Linked DNA regions of Anser cygnoides: region 2 is linked to region 1. The links are chromatin contacts, called in public Hi-C maps. All regions are on one chromosome and are shown on one strand. The core of a region is the stretch at or near the end of the contact, and the rest is flanking DNA. Distances in the headings are between cores, read along the strand shown.

Evidence for each region. A called contact is a pair of places that touch in the nucleus more often than the background predicts.
Region 2: a contact with region 1 is called in a Hi-C map of liver, with 1.7 times the contacts expected there. The contact joins the promoter of WHAMM here to the promoter of BTBD1 in region 1. A contact is called at or near these places in 2 of 7 Hi-C or Micro-C datasets (both in liver).

What each region holds. Positions count from the first base shown.
Region 1 is chr11:10,360,375-10,366,497 of Taihu_goose_T2T_genome, reverse strand. It overlaps BTBD1 (BTB domain containing 1), which reads right to left and starts at 2,390. Exons shown (of 8, transcript XM_067003894.1): 1 at 1,905-2,390. The coding sequence starts at 2,353.
Region 2 is chr11:10,501,860-10,507,982 of Taihu_goose_T2T_genome, reverse strand. It overlaps WHAMM (WASP homolog associated with actin, golgi membranes and microtubules), which reads left to right and starts at 2,661. Exons shown (of 10, transcript XM_048071978.2): 1 at 2,661-3,234; 2 at 5,297-5,470. The coding sequence starts at 2,692. It overlaps FSD2 (fibronectin type III and SPRY domain containing 2), which reads right to left and starts at 312. Exons shown (of 13, transcript XM_067004022.1): 1 at 1-312.

The DNA.
Region 1 (6,123 bases), core at 1,141-3,640:
TGCAACCATTGTTACCTGACCAATTTACTAACCACAGATAAGAGGCCAACAATGCAAGGTGCAATTCACGAAAAAAACAAACAGGCTGTCCTATAGTTGGGGTACTTTAAAAACCGTGTATAGGAGCATGGAAGAAGTCTAGTATTAGTCTGTACTAAAGAAATTCTCCTTAGATATGTTTCTGACAAGGTGTTGCAATTTATACTTATTCCATTATAAGCTCGGTGTACACATATCAGGGTTTGATTATGAAGAGGGAGCTTGAAGGGATGCTACCTCATCCAAGGAAGGCAGCAGGCGTGCAGGTTACCTGCTCCTGACCTAGGGAGGTAGTAACAGAAAAATAACAATACAGGACTCTTTTGAGGCCTTGTAGTTGGAACAAGTTCACTCTAAATACGTATCTATAATACACGAGAAAGTTCTAAAAAGCTGCCAACTATTTCATACATACGTCAAACCTGAAACACTTCATTTCAGTCTGGTGATATTTAGACCAGATACAGGTATAATCAATTTATTTATGCAAGTGCCCTGGCCCTTACGTACCAGCAGCTCTACAGACACAAGGTGGCTTTTGTTTGCTTCGCTTACTTCTACAATTTTCAAACACTACCCTTCTCACCCTCCTGCTTCTGCATTTGTATATTTGATCCAAACAAACTTCTCTCATTATAACCACTTTTCACTGTCTGGCATTTTTTCCATATCTGTATACAGACACACGTCTCATTCATTTGCTATTAACCTTTGTAACAATTTTTGCTTGAAAGACACTTCCCACCATGCTACACAAGCACTTCACCTTACATTTTTGCCACTCCCTCTTTGCTGAGAAACCAGAAAATACAGTTTATTTGCTAAAGAGCAACACAGACAAGTTGCTGCTGTTTACTTTTTAAAGCAAAATCAGTTGCTGTAATTCCCGTTTTCATGATTACTAAAAGGACTACCTGATTCTTCTTGGCCTCAAAACAAAAAAATTGTTAAGATTTGGGCCCTTATTGCATTACAGAAAGCTCTGAGACACTACAGATTTCTTTCCGGGCAATTATATTATTTGTTTTCAAAATGTTCATTACAGATACCTGTTTAATACATTTTATAGCGATTATGCCTAGCAGAGGAGTTTCTTGTAAAAAAAATAATCTTAAGGTTAAGCAGATATCAGACATCAGTAGCCCATTTTACATACTTTTTCCCCACCACTGCACTCATGGTCTCCCCTGGGTGGTTTGCGTGTAAGCTCAGTTAGCTAACTGCGAGCTGCTGCACTCTCCACCCAAAGTATCTGAAATGTGTGACTGCATTTCAGAGAAATAAGCGTTTCTCTGGTAAAGGGACACAGTTCACTACCACTGCTGAAAAAGACGAGAGAACTGCAAGACGAGTAAGTCGTCAAAGTAAATTATCAAATGAAATTAAAAGCTCAGTACAGGCTCGGTTCCGTCTCAGCCATCAGTAGGTGGATGGGCGGTTGCGACACCCGGAGATTGCTGAACCACCAATTCCCACCACCTTCATTAAAAGACGAAACCAAAAAGCCAAATGAGCCCCCCCCCCCCCCCCCCCCCCCCCACCCTGCAGGGCCACCGAACCTAAAACCAGGCCACCTCTGCTGGGGAAGGGATGCGGAGGGCAGAAACACAGCGCAGGACGCCGTGACCTTGTGTGCAGCCCCCGGCTGCCCGGGCGGCCCCCCGGCATCTCGGGGGGGGGGGGGGGGAAGCAAACGGGACGGGGCTGGGGGGAACCGACCCCCGGCAGCTCCTGGGCGAGGCTGAGCGGACGGAGCGGGGGGCAGCCGCCGTGTGGGGGGACACCCACCTCACACCCCCCTTCACACACTCCTCACGCACCCCCCCCCCCCCCCCCCCCAGGCCTCGCAGCACCCCCGTCCCGACCTGAGCAGCGCCAGGAAGGCGGCGGGCTCCACGTCGGGCAGCTCGATCTCGGCCGAGGTGGTGGCCATGCCGCCGTTGAACATCGCGTCGAAGACGGCGCTGCCGGCCGCCAGGACGAAGCGGTGGGCGGGGATGCGCTGCTGGCCGGGCCCGGGAGGTGCCCCCCCGCCGCCGCCGCCGCCGCCCGAGCCCCCGCGGGGGCCGCCCTTGCCCACCACGAAGTGCACGTCGCTCAGCAGCTCGTTGGAGAACAGGAAGGCGAAGCGCTCCCGCAGCGAGCCTTTGGTAGCCTGCCAGTTGTACAGCGGCTCCCGCTGCAGCACCGCGCCGCTCTCGGGGGCGGCGGGGGGGACGGCGGGGGCGGCGGAGGGGGCCGCAGCGGCACCGGGAGCGGCGGGAGGCGCCTCCCCGGGAGCCCCCGCACCACCGCCGCCGCCGGCGGCCGCCATCGCCGCCCTGAGGGGGCCCCGCCGCGCCGCGCCGGGCCGGGCGCTCAGGCAGCAACGCTGCGCATGCGCCCCGCGCAGGCTCCCTGTGGGGCCGTGGGTGGCAGGCGGCCGCGCGGGCGGCTGAGGGGAGCGGGGTCGGTCTGCCCGCTCCTTCTGTCACTTCTGTCACTTTGTCACTTGTCTGAGGGACTGCGGTGTCCCCGCGTGCAGTGGGAATGCAGTTCCAGCGGGGAGAGTCGGCTTAGGCCGTAAAGAGGCAAAAGGCAGCTGCGCAGTCATGGAAATTTATTTCTGTGTGTGACTGAGTAAAAGTTACGGCCCTCCGGTTAAGGCATGTGAAACGCAAATTCGTTTTTATAGCACCTGGTTCCTTATAATGACACTCAACACAAATAAGGATGCCCGTTTTAACTATTTCTGAAATAACTTGAGAATATGAGTGACTGTTGGTATGTGCACCTTAAAATTTGTACACAAAAGCAGTCCATTTGAAGTGTGCCTTCATGTCTGACACTTTAAACTTCTGAGGAGACGAACCAAAGCAAAACTTACTAATGGTGAATCTAATAGCACATTTTTTTCTGTCTAAACCAGTGGCCGTCAAATTCAGCATCCTTGGACCAGGGAATGGTCGTCTAAGGTCACTAAGGTGGTGAATTAATTCGGCAAATACTGAAAAAATAGGATCTATTTTATTTTATTTTTTACTTTACTTTACTACGCTTGTGGCTTCTGGAAAAGAAGGAAAAGGTTTGCGTTGTCACTGTTCTGTCAAACCCGGCACTGTCAGCTGAAAAATAAGGCGGATCCTTTTGCCATCTGCTGGAGCTTTGCTGTAAATGCAGCAGCAATGTAAATTATGGAGCTGAAAGCTATTTATCATAGCTCCTGACTTGTCAGCATTTATGGAAACATGTGGCTAAAAGAGGAATATAATATGTCACCACTCTGCGTTTAGGTTTATAATTAGGACAAAACTGAGACCAAGCAAATGTGGTCTGTTTCGCAGAACGAATTTTAGAGAACCTTAAGCAAGATGGAAGCAATTTCAGCGGGGTAAAGGGCACAAGAAGATATAGTATACCAACCATAAAGCAGCAAGCAGCTTTGCACTGAGGCTATATTTAAAAGTAAAGTCATGCTGCTGACTTGGGAGAACGAAGCTAGCACCTTTGCACTTTCCTTGTCCCAAGGTGGACAAAGGGCGGAAAGGGGGAGAAGCCCAAATTCCCTCTGATAGCCTAGGGACTGGAAGCTCAGGAAGCTGAGATATACCACAACTTGCTGCTTTGCTGCCTCATAACATTTCCATTCCGCGGAACCCCAAAGGATCATCTTGAGAACTCATTTTAGGGGGAGTTTTTAAAAAATGAAAGGAATCACTTGTCACTAAAAATGGGGAAAGAAAAAAAAAAAGAGGAAAATGGTGACAACGTGGACAGAAAAAAAATGTTGTCTGGGAGTATATATATATATATTTTTTTTTTGTTATGGGATGATCTGGACATTAACGAGTTTCCTGCATTGTTGTCTTTCTCCTTTTACCTTACTGTGAACACTGACAAGTTAGCTTGTCAACTGGGAGCCAACAGGCACAACTGTCCTGCTTATACAGAACTGTGAAAATGTGAACATGCTGTCATTAACACACTAGAGAAAGTTAACAAGGCTGCAAGAGGGTTGAGGAAAAAAGGGGGAAAGGTAGGCTAACGAATTAAAAAAACAGTGGCTGGGGCAGACAGAATATGTAAGATCTTCAATCATAGAAAGAAAAAGCTATGCAAGAAAAACAAACAAACAAACAGAGAAAGACCTATGAAACAGCCTGAGCAAGAAAGCTGATAGTGAAAATGAGGGAAAAAAAATAGTATGAAAGAAATCCAGTGTCTAAAAACAAAAACAATAAACAAACAAACAGGAAGGGTGACAAAAGAAAGGAAAAATGTGACCTGGATACCCATCAGATCTGATCAGCTAAAAGCTAAATGGACTAATTCAAACAGTTTTGGAAGTGAGAGCTAAGAGAATATTAAATAACAAATTTCTCTTGAAAAATTTTTTTTTTCTCCTGCATGTAGACAATAAGCCTCAGACATTTGTTTCACCTTGTAATTTTCATGCCAGTTTCCTTCTTTAAAAAAAAATCAGCTGGCTTTTCTTTGGCATTATCAGTAGATAGATCATAGCCATTTTTATATATGATGTCACAGGATTGTATTCACTGGTCCAAATCAGAAATAATGCACAATGCTTTTCCCAAAAGTGGTTACATATGAAAGTCGCTAAAATGCTGCCCCATTTTTTTGGCTTTCTTATTATGCTGTGTTTTTATCTAGGAAATATCGTATAAATTAATACAGAGAGAAAAAAAAGATAACATAAGCAGTTGCAAATTGGCCCAAGCAGAACTTTTTGTTTGATCTCATGTAACAGAATGGCTACAAATCAAGGGCTGCAGACAAAAGTTCAACCGTATTATATTATATACTGCGAAGGTTGTCTTGATCACTGGCCAGCAAAACAGAAGGTCAGGGAGTGTCCACGCTTTTGAGCAACACACTTCCAAGGTCTATGTAATGGCCTGAGATAGTTCAGGCTGTGTCTTTTTGCTATGGAAATTCATAGAACTTCCTAAATTATGATCTTCCTTTACCCATCAGCAGGAGGGTAGAAGAGAGACTGGATTTACACACACTGAAGAAGAACTGGAGAATTTGGTGATAAAACTGCAGGGATTTCTGAGATACTTGTTACGCCAGGGATGTCCCAGACACAGGAATGTCTGCCCAGAGGCCCTGTCCTTCCCCGCCAGTTAAGCCCAGCCAGTTCTGTGAGAGCCATCAACAGGGTTTGGGTTACAAAGCATATTGTTTTCAATCATTTGTTCCTGAGATTATTTAAATTCTCCTCCCTTTCCTTTGTTTCCCCACATGAACTCAGCTTTGTGTATGTTCGAAGTACTTGTTATGATCTGAGTTTTTGAGCTGGCACATATTTTTACAGGGATTAGTAATTGTTATCATAAGCAGCTAGCATCACTTCACTGCTTCATGAGGGAAGAGAATAATTCAGTGTAAATCATAGGTTTGTTTCTGATTAAACTTCCTGGTTGGGACCTTTCAACAACTTTTCCTTTCCGTGCTCAATTAGATTCTTAAAAGTTGTTACCATGCCATTGCTGTGGATGCCACACATACATAGTTCCATTCCCGTAACTGAATCACTATTAGCGTTAAAATTATTCAAATGTGTAAATTTGTAGCAACAATGCTTTCAAATAATAACAATAAAGTTATCTCTGGATCCATGCAAGCACAGAAAACAAAATCTGAGTCTTACATCTGAGGACCACTAAAGGTCAGGGATTTTTTTTTTCAATAATTCTTTGCCCTATCATTTCTACAAGTACTTCTTTTATGTGAGCATTTAAATGTGCATTTTCAGCTTTGCTGCTTAGTTGTCCTGGAGCATTAAGGTTGTTATGTACCTTGTGTCACCAGTTATATTGATATACTCCTCCAATTTTTAGTGATAATACTCATAATTTCTACATAATTTCAGTTAATATATTGTAATTGTAGCTTGTAGTGCATCATTGCCATAAACATTCCCGCTAATAAATATAGTCCTGGAAATATTTTCAGAATCCTAACTTAAAGATGTGTATAAACATCTGGCACAAACTGGCACAAACATCACATGGAAATTTTGCAACACTCCAGCTGCGGAGACAGCTTTCATTCTGCACATTTTCGTTCTACACCTTTTCA
Region 2 (6,123 bases), core at 1,412-3,911, 140 kb before region 1:
TAAATTCTTCTGATAGCTCAGATGACATCAAACTTCACATTTATTTCCCCTAGTAAAAATTAATTCACACAAACGCAATTCCCTGCCACTTTCCTACGACTGCAGTTGGAAGACTTATTGCAGTAACCCTAGACCGCCTCTTTCCTCAGATAGGGACATGCCAGCAATGAGCAATGGCACAAATATAGATGTGCCCCGGCTGTCCTTCAGCAGCATGCTACTTGAGTGTCACCAGGATGAATGCCATCTACTGAGAAACAGCTCTGAAGGTTCCGTGTGATTCCTGGACCTGGAGTACTTGGAACATGCGTACACACCCCCTGCTAAAGCCAGAGCACCCTCTCAGTTTCTGAGCTGGTATTAATAAACCCAGCAGAGTGCAGTCACTGACTCTAGATATGATTTCCAAGGCTGTGGTTCTAGGCAGGTTATCTTGTGTCAGATACACAGACTGTGCACTCTGCACAAACCAACTCAAACAGATAGACAGATGCATACAGCATTGCTGAACAGTTAAATGTAAGTGTGTGCTGCCCTTTGCAAAAGTCTGTATTAAATGAGCAGAAACTTTACTACTGATTAGAGTTGGAATCAAGATCAGAGTCTAGACAACATATCTAAGAAAATCGAAAAACCACCAGAATTTAGAAAAACACAGAAATCATAGTGTTCCATACACCTGCACATGTACATCATCCAAACCCCATATGTGTATGCTGGACCTTTGTAAAGCTATTTATAGTGAAGAAAATGGCTAATGGCCAAGCCAGGGGAGGGTTTTCACAGGCACGTAACACTTCAGTCTATGCTCAGTAGCGGTTCACCCAATAAAAAATAAGACATATATTATTACTGATTATTGTGATTACTGCGATTACTTGAGCTCTATGTACCCACTGCAATCCACAACCCTTGCAGTTGTCCAGAATACAAAACCTTCTGCTTGTGAACTTGCTGGAGAGCTAACCTTGCTGGCAGACTTTTAAGTGTGTTTGAGAACACTGCGGTGTATACATCTTGAGCTCAGGAGACAGTGCAATAGGAAATGTCTATTGCATCTTGACAGAGCTCTGCGTTTTCCTCCATTCCAATTAAACTTCGTGTCATTTCCTCACATTTCTAGCCATGCAATTGTTTGCTGTTTCAGAAAGGAATTACAAGTTAATTATCCATGTAGTCATGATCTCATTACTGCTGACAGTGCCTCTATCATCTGTGAGATCAGAGCAGAAATGATGTTTTCACGTAACTGATGTCGCCTTTGCAGGAATGTTAACATTTATGCTGTCAGACAGATTTTATTAATTTTTCAGATGGGAACTTATTTATGCCTCTGTGCTGTTCATCTACAAAATCTCACAGGCCTTCATCTGTTGAAAAACTAGTAGTGTCAGCTTTACTTCCAAAGACTAGCACATAGCATTTTGTTTACCGTAAATTAAATTCAGCCTTGCACGCAATGCCAGAATGAGAGATATGTGCTAGACAAAAAGCCGCTTCACTTCCCGCTCCCCTCCGAGGCCTGCAGGTCCTTTCATGGGGCCTTCTTGGAGCAGGCCAATGCACGCTGCCATCCTCCTGAAGTCATTCAACTGCCAAGAAAGGGTGGGGTATTTGCGAGGCTGAGGAGCAATCCTCTACAGGACCTGGCCTCATTTGGCACTCCAGTATTGGGGGACCATCTTTTGGGACTGGATTTAGACAAACCCCCAGAGTTGCCAGCCTGCACAGGAGCGGGGAGCCCGCCCAGGGCAGCCTCAGTGTGGAGAGGCGGTGTGTGGCCTCAGCCACTGGGCGCCTCAAATTTTGCACCTCAGGGAAGGAGTGTGGGGTTGTGTTGGTGAAGAAAAGAAGAGAGATTTGGGGGATGGTGGCTGTAGAGAAAGAAGACTGCTGGCACACGGCGGCTTTCTGTGGCTGTGGCCAGGGCAGTGAACAACTGACACCACAGAGGTGCAGGGAGATGGCGGCGGCCCCTGAGGTGCGACCTGCTCCCCTCTCCCTGAGGGAAGGTGGTGGTGCTGCCTCGCACTTGGCTGATGTGTTCTGCCCGCTGCTTTTCACGAAAAAAAACAACTTTCTTATCATTATTTTTATTTAATAAAATAATAGTAAAATAATAATAAATATTATTAAATAATAATTAGTATTAAATAATATAAATAATAAATAATATAAATTATTATTATTATTTTAAATAATTAATAAAAATAAGAGAGTAGTCAGAGCATTGTAACGGGTTGCCCAGGGAGCTGGTGAAGTCACTGTCCCTGGTGGTGTTCAAGGAAAGGTTGGATGTGGTGCTTAGGGACATGGCTTAGTGGGTGATCTTGGTGGTAGCGGGACAGTTGGACCAGATGAACTTGAAGGTCTTTTCCAACCGTAACGATTCTATGTGGTTTTTTCCACACACCGTGCCTTCATACACGCCTATCCCTCAGCCCTCACTCCCCAGCCCTTCGCCCGCCATTATTTATTTATTTCCACTCCGCTGCGTGAGGCGCCGCTCGCCCCGCCCACCCCCGAAGCCCCGCCCACCCCGCGGAGTTCCCGCCCACACTCCCCGTAGCCCCCCCCCCACACCCCGTTAGTCCCCGCCCCCTCGCGGCGCCCCGCCAATGGGAGCGGCGCGCCGTGCACCGCCCCTGGTTAAGGCGGCCGGGGCCGGGTTCCGGCGGGCCCCGCGGCGCCATGGCGGAGCCCGGGGCGGACAGCCTGGAGGGCTGGGTGGCCGTGCGCGACACCGCCTTCGCCCCGCCGCAGCCGCCGCCGCGGCTCCGCTTCCTGGTGGGCTGGAACGCCGCGGAGGACGCGTTCGCCGTCACCTGCCACGGCCGGGCGGGGGCGGCGGCGGAGGAGGGGGAAGAAGCCCCGCGGAGCTGGGCCGGGCTCTTCTCGGCGCCGGCCCTGCGCGGCGTCCACCGGCAGCTGGCGGCCGTGTGCCCGCGCCTGGAGCCCGCCTTCCCCGCCCTGCCCCGCTCCGCCGGCGGGCTCTGGGCCGTGCTGTTCCCCGGCGGCGCCCCGGCGCCGGACGAGGCGGAGGCGCAGGAGCTGTGCCGGGCGCTGGAGCGCTACCTGGGCTGGGCCCTGGAGCTGTGCGGCGGCGGCGTGCTGCTGGACGCCCTCTTCGCCGCCGAGCGGCCCCGCGACGAGGAGTACTTCGAGAGCCTCCGCGAGCTCCGCGGGAGGGCCCTGCGAGGGCACCTGGCCCGGGCCAAGGAGGCCCTGCGGCGGGTACGGGCCCCACGGGGGTGGGAAGGGGATCGGGACAGCGGGGCCGCCGCTTCCCGGCACGGGGTGGCCCCGAGCGGGGCTCGCCGGTGCTCGTACCCCGGTGGTGGAGCCTTGGGGTCGGGCGTGGTGCTCAGCTGCAGGAGCCTTGGGTGCTCCAGCTGACGATGGGGTGGTGGGAGGGAGCGAGGGGGTGTCTGTAATGTCGTCCTGCTCCTGGGCCTGCCCAGCGCTCGGCTGAGTGCTTACACAAACACTTCGGGTGCCCAGGAACCAGTAAGGCGGCGCTCTCAAGTACAGCGTCCTCGCTCTGTGCAAGCCTGGCTTTATTAAGTGGGGAATAACCCAGCTCAGCCGGCAGCGAGTGTAAGGCATTGGGGGCTTGCTTAAGCTGCAAGTGCTCCAACAAGAACACGTCGCTAAAAATATCCAGCGGTGTTGTGCACTGAGTGGAATGACAACCAGAAGTGAAAGTACAATCGTGCCATAGCTCTCTAACCTCTTTATGAAGGTGTCAGCCTCTTTGCAGTGATGCCTTTCACTGGGGGCTTCTTGGTCAAGTTATTCATTAAAACCAAGCCAAGCTGCGGGCCTATGCCAGATAGGTGTTTTGTGGTCAGAGTTCTTAAGTGCCAAAGTCTGGCCTGATGGTTGTATGAACTAATTGTTAGCCCTTTCTCCCTTTGGTACCATAAGCTCCTCCTTTCCCAGCAGGTGACTTGTGCATTTCACAAATAATTTCCCTTTGTGCACTATAAACATCCTCCAGGAGCAGCATGACCCTCACTGCTTGCTGGACTAGGGGAACCAGAAAGTGAACCGCTGTGTTTCTGTTAGGCATTGATGCTGTGTGTGTTTGGTAAACTGCTACAGGTGAGCCCTGGGGCTGTGAGCTACCGTGGGCTCCTGGAAATGTGTGAGGGGCCACAGGACTTCTGGGATTACCAGAAATGCTGCAGTTAATATCCTTTCGTTCCAATGCACTGGGCCTGGGGAGGGGATGGGCAGGCAGTGCCCTTGAGCTTGCTTCTACAGACCTTCCCTGGGGAGGTTGCTCTGCAGCTGGGACTCTTGCTGCTGCGATCTTTCTTACCCAGACCCAGTGGGCAAAAGCAAAGGTGATAGTTTAATTCTAGTGCTTTTCAGTCGAGGCACAATCAAGCCCATGTTTCTGAGGCTTTTTTCCCCCACTTGTAGCACCAAGCACCCACTGTTCCCTTCCCGTAAGGAGCTGTAGAGCAAGCAGTGTCCTTTCAGGAAGGTCTGTGTTCCTCAGCGGAGCTCAGCTGTGCTCCTCCAGCTGGCTCACCGTGTCCTGGTGTGTAGTGCGCCGTGGTCTCTGGCAGCTGCTGTCAAAGAAAGGTTTTTGAAGTTTTGATTGGTGCCAATAAGCACAAGTAATTGAGGGGAAGCTCCCAACTTCGTTTTTGTCAAAGGAGCAGATAAAGATCTCAGATGGGGACTGATGTGTCAGAAAGAGAGTCATTCACTGGAAGAATTACAGGTTACATAGTAATATTGCTAGGACTGAGATTAGAGAAAGCTATCACAAATTGTGCAAATGATAAAGGAACTTAACTGCAGGTTATATCATGAGTAGGAATCTGGTTCTGAATTATTATTTTTAGATGGCAGTCTGGTGTTTCCATTGCCAAGTATGAAATTTGGGATCCAGAAACTCATTAGCAGGCATTCAGTAATTGTGGAAGAGATGCAAAAACTAGTTTAAGAATACTTTCCTTGTCCTTCCAGTCTGCAGAATTCCCATTTACCACTCATGTTTCCAAAAAGCAGTGACCAAGTCACCTGCACGCAGCTACTGGAATTCCTGATGTGCCTGATGTTCCTTGCAGTCTCCTAACGCAATATGCAGCAATTAGCGCCCTTAGGAGTGTGGTGTTAATGATATTTCCCGCTGGGGGTGGCTACTGACTGCCTGGCTTGCTGGGAAGCCTCGCCTATTCCATCCAGAGATAAACGGCAGGTTCTTTCCACTGAAGCTCGTCGGCAGTCAGCACACACAAATGCAAACCAGCCAACTCTTATTTACCTTTTATCCCCCTAGGTTCTCCAGCAGCATAAAAGTGCTGACACAATGGTGGCTTTGATGAAGGTTTATGAAGAAGAAGACGAAGCTTATCAGGATTTGGTAACCATGGCGACGCAGTTCTACCAGTATTTGCTGCAGCCCTTCAGAGATATGCGAGAACTGGCGACACTGTACAAACTGGAAATCCTGGTGGGTCTGCCCTTATCAAGTGAAAGGCCAAGTTACATAGCGGGGCATCGGCTGCTCTTGGAGCAGTTTAGGCTCAAATTATTTAAAATTCTCTAGTTTTGTCTTCACCTACTTCCCCCCCCCCCCCCCCCCCCCCCCCTTCTGCAAATCCACCAAACATGACATAGAAATTCAAAGTTAGGGTAGAACCACTCTCAGGAGATCTCAGAGTCCATGGTATTGGCTTGAATAGAAATGCAACCATATTCCACCAGTGTTCCCCTTCCCTACATTTTGAGGACTGTAAAGGAAAACTTCCCCACCTGTCTGTGGGTTATTCTTTGGTGAGCTGAATTTACAGAGATATAAGTAGCCTTCGTTCAGTGGGATTAGTTTGTGACGTTGAGAATGCCATCCCCCCAGTGCTGGGACACCACATTACCTCAGCTGTGGTAGGAGAACAGAAGGCAGGGGAGACCTTAGCACCCAAAGCAGTTCTCTATTGCTGCTACAGCCTATTAGAAGTACAGACTCAGACTTACCACTTTGTTAATTTAATTTTATGTGCATCTTAAACTGGAAACACATACTGAAAGTTATGATATCCCTGGAAAAGAGTGCCATCTACTATTTTGATTTTTCCTTAAATGGTCTGTTCAAATTTAAATGAGCTG